3 separate regions of the Zea mays genome follow, and regions 2 and 3 are each linked to region 1. A link is a contact called in public Hi-C data. All regions are on one chromosome and are shown on one strand. Each heading gives the region's core, a stretch centred on a gene start, on an enhancer-like site or on the middle of the called end of the contact. The rest is flanking DNA. Distances are from core to core; before and after follow the strand shown.

Evidence for each region. A called contact is a pair of places that touch in the nucleus more often than the background predicts.
Region 2: a contact with region 1 is called in a Hi-C map of ear, with 1.9 times the contacts expected there. The contact joins two enhancer-like sites. A contact is called at or near these places in 2 of 25 Hi-C or Micro-C datasets (ear and tassel).
Region 3: a contact with region 1 is called in a Hi-C map of leaf, with 7 times the contacts expected there. The contact joins the promoter of LOC103626605 here to the enhancer-like site in region 1. A contact is called at or near these places in 12 of 25 Hi-C or Micro-C datasets (ear, leaf, root tip and 2 more) and 1 of 3 datasets of contacts at active chromatin or transcription factors (leaf).

Annotation. Positions count from the first base shown.
Region 1 is chr5:80,731,716-80,735,714 of Zm-B73-REFERENCE-NAM-5.0, reverse strand. No RefSeq gene overlaps it. Among protein-coding and RNA genes, the nearest start is that of LOC100501287, 110 kb to the left of the region's middle. Within about 2 kb of position 2,059, at least 14 of the 20 cell types and tissues checked have an H3K27ac peak or open chromatin away from gene starts, as enhancers often do. A contact at or near this core is called in ear, leaf and tassel, where this site is marked.
Region 2 is chr5:80,514,468-80,518,938 of Zm-B73-REFERENCE-NAM-5.0, reverse strand. No RefSeq gene overlaps it. Among protein-coding and RNA genes, the nearest start is that of LOC103626605, 38 kb to the right of the region's middle. Within about 2 kb of position 1,823, at least 12 of the 20 cell types and tissues checked have an H3K27ac peak or open chromatin away from gene starts, as enhancers often do. A contact at or near this core is called in ear and tassel, where this site is marked.
Region 3 is chr5:80,476,905-80,481,435 of Zm-B73-REFERENCE-NAM-5.0, reverse strand. It overlaps LOC103626605 (auxin response factor 5), which reads left to right and starts at 2,334. Exons shown (of 15, transcript XM_008647013.4): 1 at 2,334-2,901; 2 at 3,133-3,251. The coding sequence starts at 2,802.

The DNA.
Region 1 (3,999 bases), core at 810-3,309:
TAACATGTTCAGTGCATACATGACAGTGAATAGTAACATGTCCGGCACATAGTCCAGTGAATAGTAACATGCCTGATGCATAAAGGACAGTGAATAGTAACATATTCGGTGCACCAACGGCTAGCCCTTTATGAGAAGAAAACTGTCAATCAGATCTGTTACTGTGCACTGTCCGGTGGTGCACCCGCAAACAAGGAAGGTTAGCAGCTTTCAAATGAAGCTCCAACGGCTCCTAGGCCCCTTGGGACTATAAAAGGGACCCCTAGACGCCTCCAACAAGTGTACAAGAGCAGCCAACAAGTCCATACATCATTTGGATCAATTCTTTCTCTCCCTCTCTTGTGTATCTTCATAGTTTGTGTAGAGGCGAAGTTATAAGCCTTTAGAGAGAGGGGAAGTGCTGCTGAGAGCTAGAGCAAAATCTTGAGCGCATTGTTACTCTGCCGGAGTGCTGTCGAGAAGATTGTAATTAGCCACGACAACATTGTAACTGATGTCAACATAGTGGAAGGCTCTATCTGTCGCACTGGCAGATATGAGCAAATGGAGGAAGGAGTTGAAATAGACTCCAAACTAAGGTGTGGCTAACTCTAACGAGGACTAGGCAAGCATTTCAGGCTTGGCCGAACCTCGTGATAAAATCCTTTTGTCTGTGTGCTCTGCTCTATATTGTGTGCTATGCTTTTTATACTTGTACTTCAATACTTATATGTGGTACAAGCTGTCTTCGAAGTGCAGGGTATTTTAAGGCAGGAACTTCAATTCTGCTGCAACCAACTCGAAGGGTCTTTCATTACATGCGATCCAGTCTTCGAGTAGAGTAAGAATTTCCAGTTTTTAAGTGTTAATTTTTATTCGCATATTCACCCCCTCTAGGCGACATCTAGATCTAGTTTCCGGACAAAGGGAACTTTCAGTGAACCGGTGCTTGGAGACTTTCAGTGAACCAATGCTTCGAAGTTGTCGTACTGGCTTTTTGCAACCGAATTTTGGTACAATTGTTGCTTCCATACTTCCCTAGGCCGATCTCCATTCGAAGCCCTTTATGGTCGTTCTCCCAGACATTTTGGTCTGTCAGTGGATGATTCAGTATCTCATGATGATCTACGCTCCTGGTTGTCGCAAAGGGATCCGTTGCTAGGGACCATCCAGCATCATCATCTTCTTCGTGCTCAAGAGCGTATGAAACACCAGTCGGACAAGAATCGATCTGAGCGCGTATTTGCATGTTGGGGACATGGTCTACTTGAAGCTTCAACCTCATGTGCAGACTTCGGTCGCTAACCACAAATTGTCATACAAGTATTTTGGTCCCTTTCAGATACTACACAGGATCGGCGCGTCCCAATGCTTTGGTGAGCACTACCTTACCTGCAACTGACATTCAGTATGATGGTCCGATGGTCGCATTCCGATGAGGCCTTGGATACATGGGAGGATGAATGTGCTTTACGTCAACGTTTTCCCGATGCCGCTGTTTGAGGGCAAGCAGCTTCTTAAGATCGGGGGAATGTCAGGAGTCCGGAGCCAGCGGCGAAGCAAGACGCAGCTGCTCCACGGACAGAGCAGGAGCTGTCGAAGGAGCGCGGGAAAAGGTTTGCACGTCGTGGGCCAAAAGCTGGTAGCAGGCCGCCGTGTGCGCAGGCCCAATGGCCGTTTCTACTCAGATCTATGGGTTAACTGATGCTATATAATGGCATCAGGAAGACAGGAAAGATTTTGTCAAGACTGAGAATACAATTAATTATATGTTCCTTCTTCTCTGTATTCCTTCTCCTATCGTAGGTAGCGCAGGCCCAACGGCACGTCGGCATGGCAATGCTCCATCCATCCAGGCCCCAGCCGTTGCGTTGCGGCGGACGCGCAGTAGCCATCCACCGACTCGAGCTGTTTTAGATGCAGAGCACCAGACAAGCGTCAGCATCCGCGCAGTGCCCCCTCTGCCTCTGGTCTCTGGGGCTTCGATCTGCCCGGAGCGGACGTCGGAGCAGGTGCGGGACGGACGGGAGGCGCAATCATGCAGGCAAACAGGCGTTGCAGGAGGAGCTGTCTCCCAGTAACAGCAGCAAAAACTGTTAGGCTGAACCATCAAGGACAAGGAGGAGGGACCACGCTCCTCACTGTTCCCTGCCGTCCGGCGTCTGGTGATTGGCTGGGCCAGAGACCACCCGTACGTCCATCTCAAGAAAACCAGCCAAACCAATGGAAGCCAAGCAGGCTCTCTCAAGAAGCTGGCTAAGATTGCTCGAAGCGTCGTAAAGCTAGCTAGCTGGGGGACACGGAGCTCTCTCACTGGCATGGTTCCATGGTTAGATAGGAGTAGAAGCTGCCAAATTAAGAGGGAGGACACGTTAGGTCGTAGCAGTGCCGCCCGGCCAGCTAAGCTTCTGTACCCTGATAACCATGTGCATGCACTTGGGGGCATGGAGACTCAAATCATCAGCCATCGAAATGGGATTCTGGAGTGTATATATATACGACACGATCGAAGCACTGTGTGGTTATTTGTTTCTTTCTTCAACATACATATAGTCATATAGATATAGATTTACGTACATATTTGTTCTTTTATTCACCTGGAGTCCTCTTGGCCATTTAATTATACATGCCACTAGTAGCAGTATACTACTCTCTCTCTCTCCGTCCCAAAACAATATTTGCTTTAGGATGTTAACATGGATCCATACAATATTTGATATACGTGTATTATATATATATATATATGTGTCGAGATTCATTGTTATCCATTTAAATATAGACACACAGAATAAGAAAACTAAAATGTTATTCTAACTACCTTAAAAATAAAATAAAATCCAGCGATTTCCCATTAGCTATAGCGAGCTGGTTTGCTAGGTGCCATCCAATGAGGATATGTTATATATATACGCGAGAGAGGTCAATCCTGTAATGGTTACATATGCGGAGAAAATAAGCTAATAAGTAGCTAGGCCATATCCTGGTGAAGAGAAGCAGAATATATAAAGCCCCTCCAACCTGCTGAGGCTAGCCGCTAGTGCAGTTGCAGTGGCAAGCATGAGATGACACCACTCTCGTCTCCGCTTTTTAATTGCCGCTGCGTGCATGCAAGCTGTTACAGCCTCACGTACCTTCCTCACGAGCAATCAGTACGTGGTGGAAGGATTTGAAGCGGATTATTAGATATTAAGGGCTAGTTTGGGAACCACAATTTCCCAAGCGATTTATATTTTCTCATGAGAAAATGAACTAATTTCCCTTGGGAAAATAGAAATCCCTTGGGAAATTGGGGTTCCCGAACTAGCCCTAAGAGAATAAGAGCTTATATGATTAGTTGTGTTGTTGCTACTCATACAATACAAACGCGTATATATGCCTCTGTCTGTCTATCTATCTATCTATCTATCTATCTATCTATCTATCAGCCTGGCCAGGGATAGAAAGAAAGTTTTAGTTTGACAGGATAAGCAGGTCGATCCTCCTAGCTGCATGGATCTGCTATACTTGTACAACCAATGAACCAACGAGATGAGTGCAATGCAGTGGCGAATGGTCATCGCTCCAGCTGATCAATCGACCAGCTGCTAGCTGCACGACGCAACACGTACGTTATATGTTCTGTATAGTATCGTCAGCATTGCTTGCTGTAGTAGATATACTTACTGGAGCACTGCACACGATTGCAAGAATCCTCGTCAGCATTGCAAGAACCAGCGTGTACGTCGTAGATCGCTCGGTTAAGCTAAGGCAAAGCATGCTGTCGTGTCCTCACTTGCGTGCAAGCTGTGCATGCGTGATGCCCCCAGCACCCACACTACAGGAAAACGCCCAGTTTCCGACGGCCTAAACCGTCGGAAATAAGTCCTGAACCGTCGGAAGTAGTTACTTCCGACGGCTTAAGGCGGGTCCCGTCGGAAGTAACGCCGTAGGGGATACCCAGTCGGAAGTACCCGCGTTTCCGACGGGGCCGTCGGAAGTACATTTATTTCCGACGGCCAGGGTGGGACCGTCGGAAATAAA
Region 2 (4,471 bases), core at 574-3,073, 220 kb after region 1:
ATCTAAGCATGTTGATGGTGCAATTTCTGATGAAATTTGGCAAGACTTATCATGAATCAAATTGTAGATCTTTTACTTACAGAAAATGAGCAATGTATGAAAATATGTTTGCAAGACCTGCATCTTTGACAAAGGTTGGAAAGTTGAAGGTTGTTGAGACTATGATTGAATTAGGAAATGACAAGAAACTTCTTGTGCTTGTAGACAATGGTTTTGAGATGTCATAGCACCACGCGATTACCACGCTAAAAACATTAAGTGAACTTGGTGCTTGTCGGTACCCTGAATCAGGGGTACCCCTTACTACAGTATGAAGGCACGGTGCTCGTGCGGCAATCTCTAGCCGCACGGTGAACAGCACCCGACCCCACCACATGGACGGCTCCAGGGGCGCCACGTGGCCAGAAAAGATGATATATCCCAGGGTGCAATCAGTTGGACCGGACTTCTACGAGGAAGCACTGGACCCCTGTACGCACAGCCCGGACCCCCAAATACGGTCCGGAACTCCCAAGTAAGCGTGACGGGTCCCTTGGATGGGGTCCGGATCTCTCCGAGTAGGATCCGGGCCACCCATAGCAAGGTCCCGGGACAGGGGATACCCTGGCCTAAGCAAGGGTCCGGTACTGACACGTGTCCAGGCTTTATCCTGTGCGCATGCGCTCCCCGCTCAGGCGGAGACCCGATGCTGCCACATGGCTTGTTGCCCGTGACGTAAGCCAGCGGGCGGAGCCTGACGTAAGGCCTCTGGGCCGCGCGGTCTCTGCATTTATTGCGGAGAGGACGCGCCGCCTGTCCACCCTGCTGACGGGCAATGTGACGCCTCAGCATTTATTGTGACCTGTCCAATCAGTTGGCAGGCGGCGTCCAGGCCATCCTGCAGGCGGCGTGCCTGTCCAGTCCATTGCCAAACAGTACGCCCATGCTGCAAGGTGCAATGTGGCCATCATCACTTATGCGTTGCCAGGGAAGCTTCCCCTGCACGCCAATACCACGCAGATCGCAGATGTCAGGGTGCAAGAAGATTGCTCCAGCAGCTCCAAGTATTACATCCATTATATTCCTGGGCCCACATGTCGGGGCTCAGCACCCTTGTACGCGCCCCCCTTGAGCTATAAAAGGGGAGGCATGCAACGTTACAAAGGGACACACTTGGACACACATGGAGACACTTAGACTGAACTTAGACTTAGACCCAGCTCAGGCTCACAGGTTCATACGAGCTCTAAAGCTCAATACATCACACAATGGAGTATGGTATTACGCTCCGGTGGCCCGAACCACTTTAAACCCTTGCGTGTTCCTGAGTTTATCGTTCATCTACCAACAGGCAAAACGCTTAAGCCCCCTACTCATCTTAGGATTTAGGGCGGGTGTACTCCCCCACCCGGCCAGAGAATTCCCTCTCCGACAGTGCTGAAAGGGCAAATAATACAAGGGTGCAAGACCTTATGGAAAGTCTTATATTTGTGTTTAATGTAAAAAAATAAAGTAAATTTATGAATAAGTGAGTGTTTAAATCTTGGTAGTTGACTCCACATTTACATTCATCTAATCAATAGAAAACATATATTTTGTGTTTTATTATAACAAAATTCATTCTATATCCTGTATAAAAATTATAGCAACGTACTGTCATATAACTAATTTTATAAAGGTATTGTCTAAAATCTATAAAAATACCGCCCTAAACTAATTTGTGTTTCGTGTCGCAAACTGCATGCGCAAATAAAATAAAACCACCGCAGCCCTGTGGCCCCGTCCCGAACTCCTGGCCTTTGGCAGGACGCAGGAGGTTTCGACGACCGTGCTTGTGAGCACAACTCCCGAGACCCACGAACGAGCAGGAGCAGAGACCGGGCACGCTGACGCAGACACCGAGGTCCGCCACTCCTCCTCGCCGCACAGTACTCCACTCCTTTGCTAAAAAAATACAGTATATATGGAATTATAAGATGCACGCTGGTTAAAGCAGTTCACGATTGACCGTGAATGACATTCATATTTATAATTTAGAATTAATTTATTATAAGACTCATATTGTAATTAATCTAATAGTATTTGTTTCATATCATAAATATTCCAGTATTTATTTTTAGTTAGTCGACCTTCACTTAAAACATGACATTGTAGTTTTTTTGGGGGTGGAGGGTGTAGATAAATGTACTAACGCGCTACTCTATATATTATTTAAAGATGGAAATGAGTATAAGAAATTCGAATACCCGTGTTTATTAATACAATCCTAACAATATATAAATATAATGCGTAACACCAACACAAATACAATACTTTAACTTAGACAATATCCAGCAGACTTCTTATCCCACTCTATATCTTGCTCCATATTTAAAAACTTCGCTCTACCAACAGTATAGTAATATACTCCCTCCGGTGCAGTAAAAGAAGTCATCCTGCGCGTGCACAAAAAGAAGTCATAGCGCGCGTGGGTCTGGGATTTGGACGTTGTTGCCCCTAGTAATTGCACAAAAAAAGATGCATTTAAGAGGAATCGAACTTAGACCTCCAGTCTAGAATGCCTTGGAGCTGCTGCAGCAACCAATCAAGTATGATTGTTTTAGTGACATTAATGCACCCATATCCCTATTTAATAGGGGCAAACAGGGAAAAATCCATGATAATTAATCACTCCTTGGTATGCACAATCATGTCCTAAACGACTACCTTTACTGCACTGGAGGGAGTACAACAGTATTTTGCAGGATTATTTACGTGGCCTTTTGGAAATGGTCTTCTTGCATGGAGACAAAAATGACTAATGAATGCGCAAAGGAGAGTGTTTAATGTTTAGGGAGGATCGGAGACCCGAGGCTGGCTGCCTGTCATCACACAACGACACAACACAATCCCATTCCATTCCGCTCCGTCCCGCCCGACGACGGCGGCGGCGGTCGCATGCGTTGCTTCGGCCGCACTGCACTGCTCTGCTGCAGCGCGAGCAGCAGCCAGCAGGGTGGCCAGTGGCCGAAAGCCATGGGCGGACGGATTGGATTGGACCAGACGACAGACTTGGAGACACGGAGGAGCTGCTGGGATGCTCATGCACAGACGAGAGAAGAGACGACAGGAAGTGCTAGGAAAGCCGGCGAGCAAGGGGCGGTGTGTCCCCCGGCGAGGCGGCAGCCAGGCGGCGGGCCGAAAATGCTGTCGGACGCAGCAGCCACTCACCGGCGCGCCCTGCCCCTGCCACACGCGTCCCGTCAATCATTCCCTGTTGCCTACACGCCTGCCTGACTGAGTACGGGTAGCCTGCTGCGGCTACGGTGCTCCTCTCCTGCTCTGTGGTCTCTCTCTGGACCCTATGCAGAGCATGCCTGCCTGCCGCGGTGCAGAGAGATCGAGCCGGAGACGGGCGACACTTCGCAGTGTCCCTTTTCCTTGGCCTCCCCGCTCCGGCGGCCGCGCGCGACACAGTGGCCACAGGTACAAGGGCGGGCAAGGCTGGACCGACTCATTCACTGTCTCCGGCTTACCATTGCTATACCTCTATAAACTTCAATATGTAAATAGTATAGAATAATAAAAAACAGTTTTTAAGTAAACTATGAGTAAACTGCTAAATACAGTCTTAAATTATATAGTCACGTAGATGTAGTCATACGTGAAAAAGTACAATTATAAACAATGTACGTGTATGTGTATTTAGACGAGAAGCATATAATAAGTGTAAGTGGACTTCAACAAACAACCAAATTTGATGGTGAACACGAGACAATGCTTTGCTATAGACAAGTTCAGTTTGCCGTACAACATATAATAGCGTATGTCTAGTATGTTGAATTGTCTTGTGTTGAATTGTACCATATGATGTATTACGAGGGAATATCTCTTCCCCTCTTTATATAGTATAAAGTATAAAGGTGTCGGGTACCATAATTAGAGGTATCCGGGTTATGTCCATAAACATAGCAATAAACATACCAAGACACCTGAGTACAGGGAATCACAGAGCAAAACGCTCTCCCTAACCTCCAAGGTCATACAAAACCAAATCACGATTCGTCCGAGGCTACGCATGCCGGCCGCACAGCTACGCTTCACCCGAGCCCAACCTCGGACGAACGCTACACCTGCAGGGATCCGCGACTCACTCGGGGAGCACCCTTGGACAGAAAACAAATATCCGCCTCGCCTGAGGGCATCTCGGGTGTAGGTCCAACCACGAGCCCGGCCTCAACCAAAGTTCTCGGAACCGCAAGACGTGCGCATTAAATTCACACTGTATGAACACCTGCCCCGTCAAAGACGCCAAAGTCAACAAAGGGCGATGAGACATGAAAGGGAAATAGGGTTAACCTTTTTCCACAATTAATTTTGGTGGTTGAATGACCAACGCAAACACATGGACTAACTAGTTTGCCAAGTATTCATGTATTACAGATGCATAAAGGTTCAACACAAACCAATAAATATTCAAGTTAGAGATCCAATTCAAAGGAGCAAAAGGAAC
Region 3 (4,531 bases), core at 1,085-3,584, 250 kb after region 1:
TTTGGCTTAGCCTGGCCGGGACTCGACGTCGACGAGCAGCGCTGCGACCCCTGGCGGAGCGCAGAGGCTGAGGGAAACCGGTGGAGGAGAGCCGACGGCGGGCGATGCCAGTCCGGCGGGATTCTACGAATAACATACATCAATTCCCGGGGATCACGGAGCGAGCGAACGTGGGGGGCGATGGTGAGCACGGCAGGAGTACAAGACTCAAGATCCGAGTCACTTCCACACGTGCGAAATGCATATAGAATTTCGCTCATTTTTCACATTAAGAATGTCAACCATAGACCCATGGCCGGAGTCAAAGACCGGTGATAACTGATAAATGTATGTACAAGTGCATGTGCATGGCAGGAGTATATGAGGTTGTACGTGAGTCTTTAGTGCATTTAGGTTACACGTGAACTAACAGAGTTCACAAAAACTTTTGAGAAAATTCATACATATTTTTCTGCTATACTTCAATAATATATAAAACTTCAAGTTCAAATTCGTATCACGTGAAGAGTAATAAAAAAAACAATTTCTGACAAATTTAAATTAGAAAATCGGTTGATGTTTTGTTTGGATGTCGATATTGGAGGGCATAGAATTGGATTTGGTTCAATACAAAATCAATCATAGTATTGAAAATGAGATGTAATACCAATTCCATTGTTTGGATGTCAATGAATTGGAGTTTGTAATTGTGTGGTCTAATTCCACGTGATACAGATGGGTGACGCTCAGTATTGAGTCTCTGATTCCAAATCTTAATTCTGTGTGCAACCAAACAACATAATTTAGGAAAGCTGACTCAAATTCCTAATTCTGTTCTCCAATATCGACATCCAAATGAGCTATAAAATGTTCTTTTTATTACAACTAAAGTATAACGAATTTAAACTTGAAATTTTGAATATAGCTGGGGTAGGGTGGAAAGAATATATATGATTTTTTCCTGTTTTTTAAACTTTGTTAGTTTATTTACAATTTATGTGTACCAAATGCTTATGTACACTGGATATGTTCTATTCTAACTAACTATATATATATATATATATATATATATATATATGAATAACCATTATTTTAATCTATAGTCAATATGTAATCATTTTTCACATGAGACTAGTATTTTATTGCATCAAGCATTTATTATGAGCCATGTACTTTAGTCTTTGTATCAATTCCTTGTCCTAAGTCAATTCTCTCTCTCTCTTGTGTTTGGTCAAACTTATAGAAAAAAGAACACATATTTATAACAGAAAATAAGTAACATTATAAGAGTATATTTTATAGTGTATCTGATGACACTAATTATTTGGTTTCACAGACCTTACCGTTCTTTTCGATAAGCTCGATCGAACTTAAAACATATTAACTCAATGTAGCTTTAAGAAATGTTTTATTCAAAAATAGAGGAAGTATTCGATCATTTTGTTGAAATAAGGTTTAGACAAATCCAATTAAAACCTACACCAAGATAGTTACCCACAGTATGGCTGGCACGGATTGGCGTAGGTGACCTCGTAACAATTTATATATCTCACCGTAACGTAGAGCATACTGGACGAAAATAAACAATATACTCGCTCTATACTAAAATATATTCCCTCTGCTCCAATTTAAAATCCGTTTCAACATTTTAATATATTCATACAATAATTAATATATGTGTTTTATATATGTGTCTAGATTTATCATCATCTATTTAAATATAAACATAAAACGTAAGTGCTAAAAGGAATTGTGTAGTAGAACAAAGGGAGTAGTTCTTTCTATATTATTTTTTTCTGTCCATATTAAAATAAATGATAATAAATATAGACATATATACAAAGACAAACTATATTTATAGGTTAATTAATAAATAATATTTGATTAGTATAAAACGAAATACATTTTGGGTGTTGTAGTATCTCGAATTCTCGTGGATCACCAAATTGATATTTCGGTGGGTTGGCATATATTTCCAATCAATAAAACACAAAAAGTCTTGGAATCAATAGAACGCTCGGTAGCAAAAATCGGATTGTTGTGTGTTGACATTTGCAAAATTCTGAAAATCCACTACCGTGTCGCACTAACCAATACGCAGGGTGCTAATTTATCCAGATACCTTTATGAGCACACAAAGTCGTCAAAGTATCTCTCCTCACGGTAAACTCGCTGTCATGGTCACTGTAACACAGCCCATTATTGGTCATGTCCAAGGAAATAAATAAATAAAGCTTACGATGTCATGGAGGCGTAGGTTAAAGCATATAAAAATATCTTTAGAAAAAAAGCTTTCACTTTGAGGGAAAAGATTTTCGTTTTTAGTTAGGACTTACGAGTAGAAACGCTGGGGCTGGGCTGGGCTGAGCTGAGCCGAGCCTGCGAGCTGCAGAGAGTAGGAGCAGTAGAGGACATCCTCTTCCTGTCGTCCACCCTCCTCTCTCTCTCCACTCGCGCAAGAAGACGAGGAAAAAGAGGGAAACAAGGAGCGTTTCGTTTTAACTCCCGAGGCAACGCACCAACTAGCCAGCCCACGCAGCTCAGCACCACCCCTCTCTCTCTCTCTCTCTCTCTCTCTCTCTGCGGGAAGACGGCCCTTGGTCTTCGTGAGCTGCTGCTCGCGTTGTCGGGGAGGCGCCGCCACGCCGCTCGCCTCGCCTAGCGCCGCGTCCGGATTCCGGAGCAACAACTCCTAGGCAGGTAGTAGTAGTAGCCTAGTAGGTTGTGAACGACCCGGCCGGCCGGCGGCGCGGTGCAGCGTCCCCGCTGCTCCATGCCCGAGGGCCACCAGTGAAGCTCCCGCGTGGCCACGCGACGCGACCATGAAGCAGTCCCCGGCCAGCTCTGGTGTCACGGCCGCGCCCGTCGTCCCTGCCCCCGCGCCCGCGGCCGCCTCCACCGGCGCGGCGCCGCCATGCGAAGGTACCTCTTCTACCACCACCTTCCTCCTGTTTGCGCTTGCGGCGTGCGCATGACGCCGGCCTCGACGGAACGCCGCGCCCGTCTGTCGCCGGCGCGGCGGGCGGCAGTTCGCGTGTTCGTTCGAGCTGCGTATCATCCGTCCCAAGCTCAGAAAGGCGTCGCCTTTTCATGTGTTGGGTTTGTTGTTGTTGTGTCGCTGACGCCAACGCCGGCGTCGCCGTGCGCCCGCAGGGGAGCGGAAGGCGCCGGCGATCAACGCCGACCTGTGGTACGCCTGCGCGGGCCCGCTCGTGTCTCTGCCGCCGGTGGGCAGCCTCGTCGTCTACTTCCCGCAGGGCCACAGCGAGCAGGTGAGTGACACCGCGCTCTCCCTCCTCGTCCCCGTGCTGCTCATGCTTCTCCAGGCAACGGTCGCTGCTGACGCCATTGCTGCAGCCATTGGGATGCTCTGTTGTTTTAATAGGCTGTAACATCCGCTGATGGATGCTTTGGTCATCTTCTTTGGGATCATGTGACCACATCTTCAATTGGTGGTTACCGATATGTCGGTGTTCTCTGTTATCTGTGCAGAGTTTGTGGTTTCATTGCGATTTCAGGTGGAAAGTTGTGTTTTTTTCCTTCTACTGTTCATTCTGTGAGTTTTTGCTTCGTGTCGAGTTGATTTTACTAAAATGTTTTTATTTTATAAAGGAAAAGGGATATGGATATATGATATAAAGGGTACTACAACTATAAGTGCAGGAATAGTTTAAAAAACAGTTTTTTGATTTGTTGTGGAGCCTACTGTTTGTTGCAGAACTAATTGGAATAGCCCCCGCACCCCCACCCCCACGGCCCCATCCGAAACAATCTGCTTTATAACCAGATTTCTGGTGATTTTTTCTTTTCCATTCAGATATTTTTGGCACAAGAAGATTCCCATCCTTCACTAGAAATGTGAAGATTTCACTCGGTTGCTGATACCCTCGGGTGCAAGAACCTGCTAATGTTAGCTCATTTGCCAAAGTGGTTGGAACTATAGGGGCCCTACTTGCTTCTTTCCTCTGTTGGTTTCTGGTGTGCTGTGTGGACAACTTCCTTGTGAGGAGTTTGGGGGTGTACATGAAGCATCTTCTCTGCATGTGGGCTGCTTGCATTTATGGTCCTGGGATGTGTAATTATTTGTCCCAGGTTCCTAAGATTTGTCACTGTAAAATAACATGATCATGAAACATTTTTCTTTATCACAAGTCATGGTGCTCCATTAAAAAAAATCTTAATCCAAAAGCCAGCCACCGTGTTCTTTTCAGAAAGATAAGAACATAAATTACCTTTCTATTTCATTTCATCAGTATTAAAAAAAATGAAGGAAATGGAGTCCTTTTGTTTTCCATGACACATCTGGTTGTGCTGCGCATGATGGTAGAGGGCTTTGTGACAGTACTTGTAAAGAGTTTATCTAACAAAAAAGTTCACTCATGCGGCGCTCCTTTTAAACCGCAGACTACTTTCCGCTTCAATTTTTTTAGTCAAACCGCAGAAAGGGTTAGCGAAAGGGGAAGCATGTTCGAATGGCTCTACTTTCTTAATCATTTCATGGAATGATCTCTTTTTTCCCCGCAAAATCCGCAGAGTACTGATGAGTCTCGGC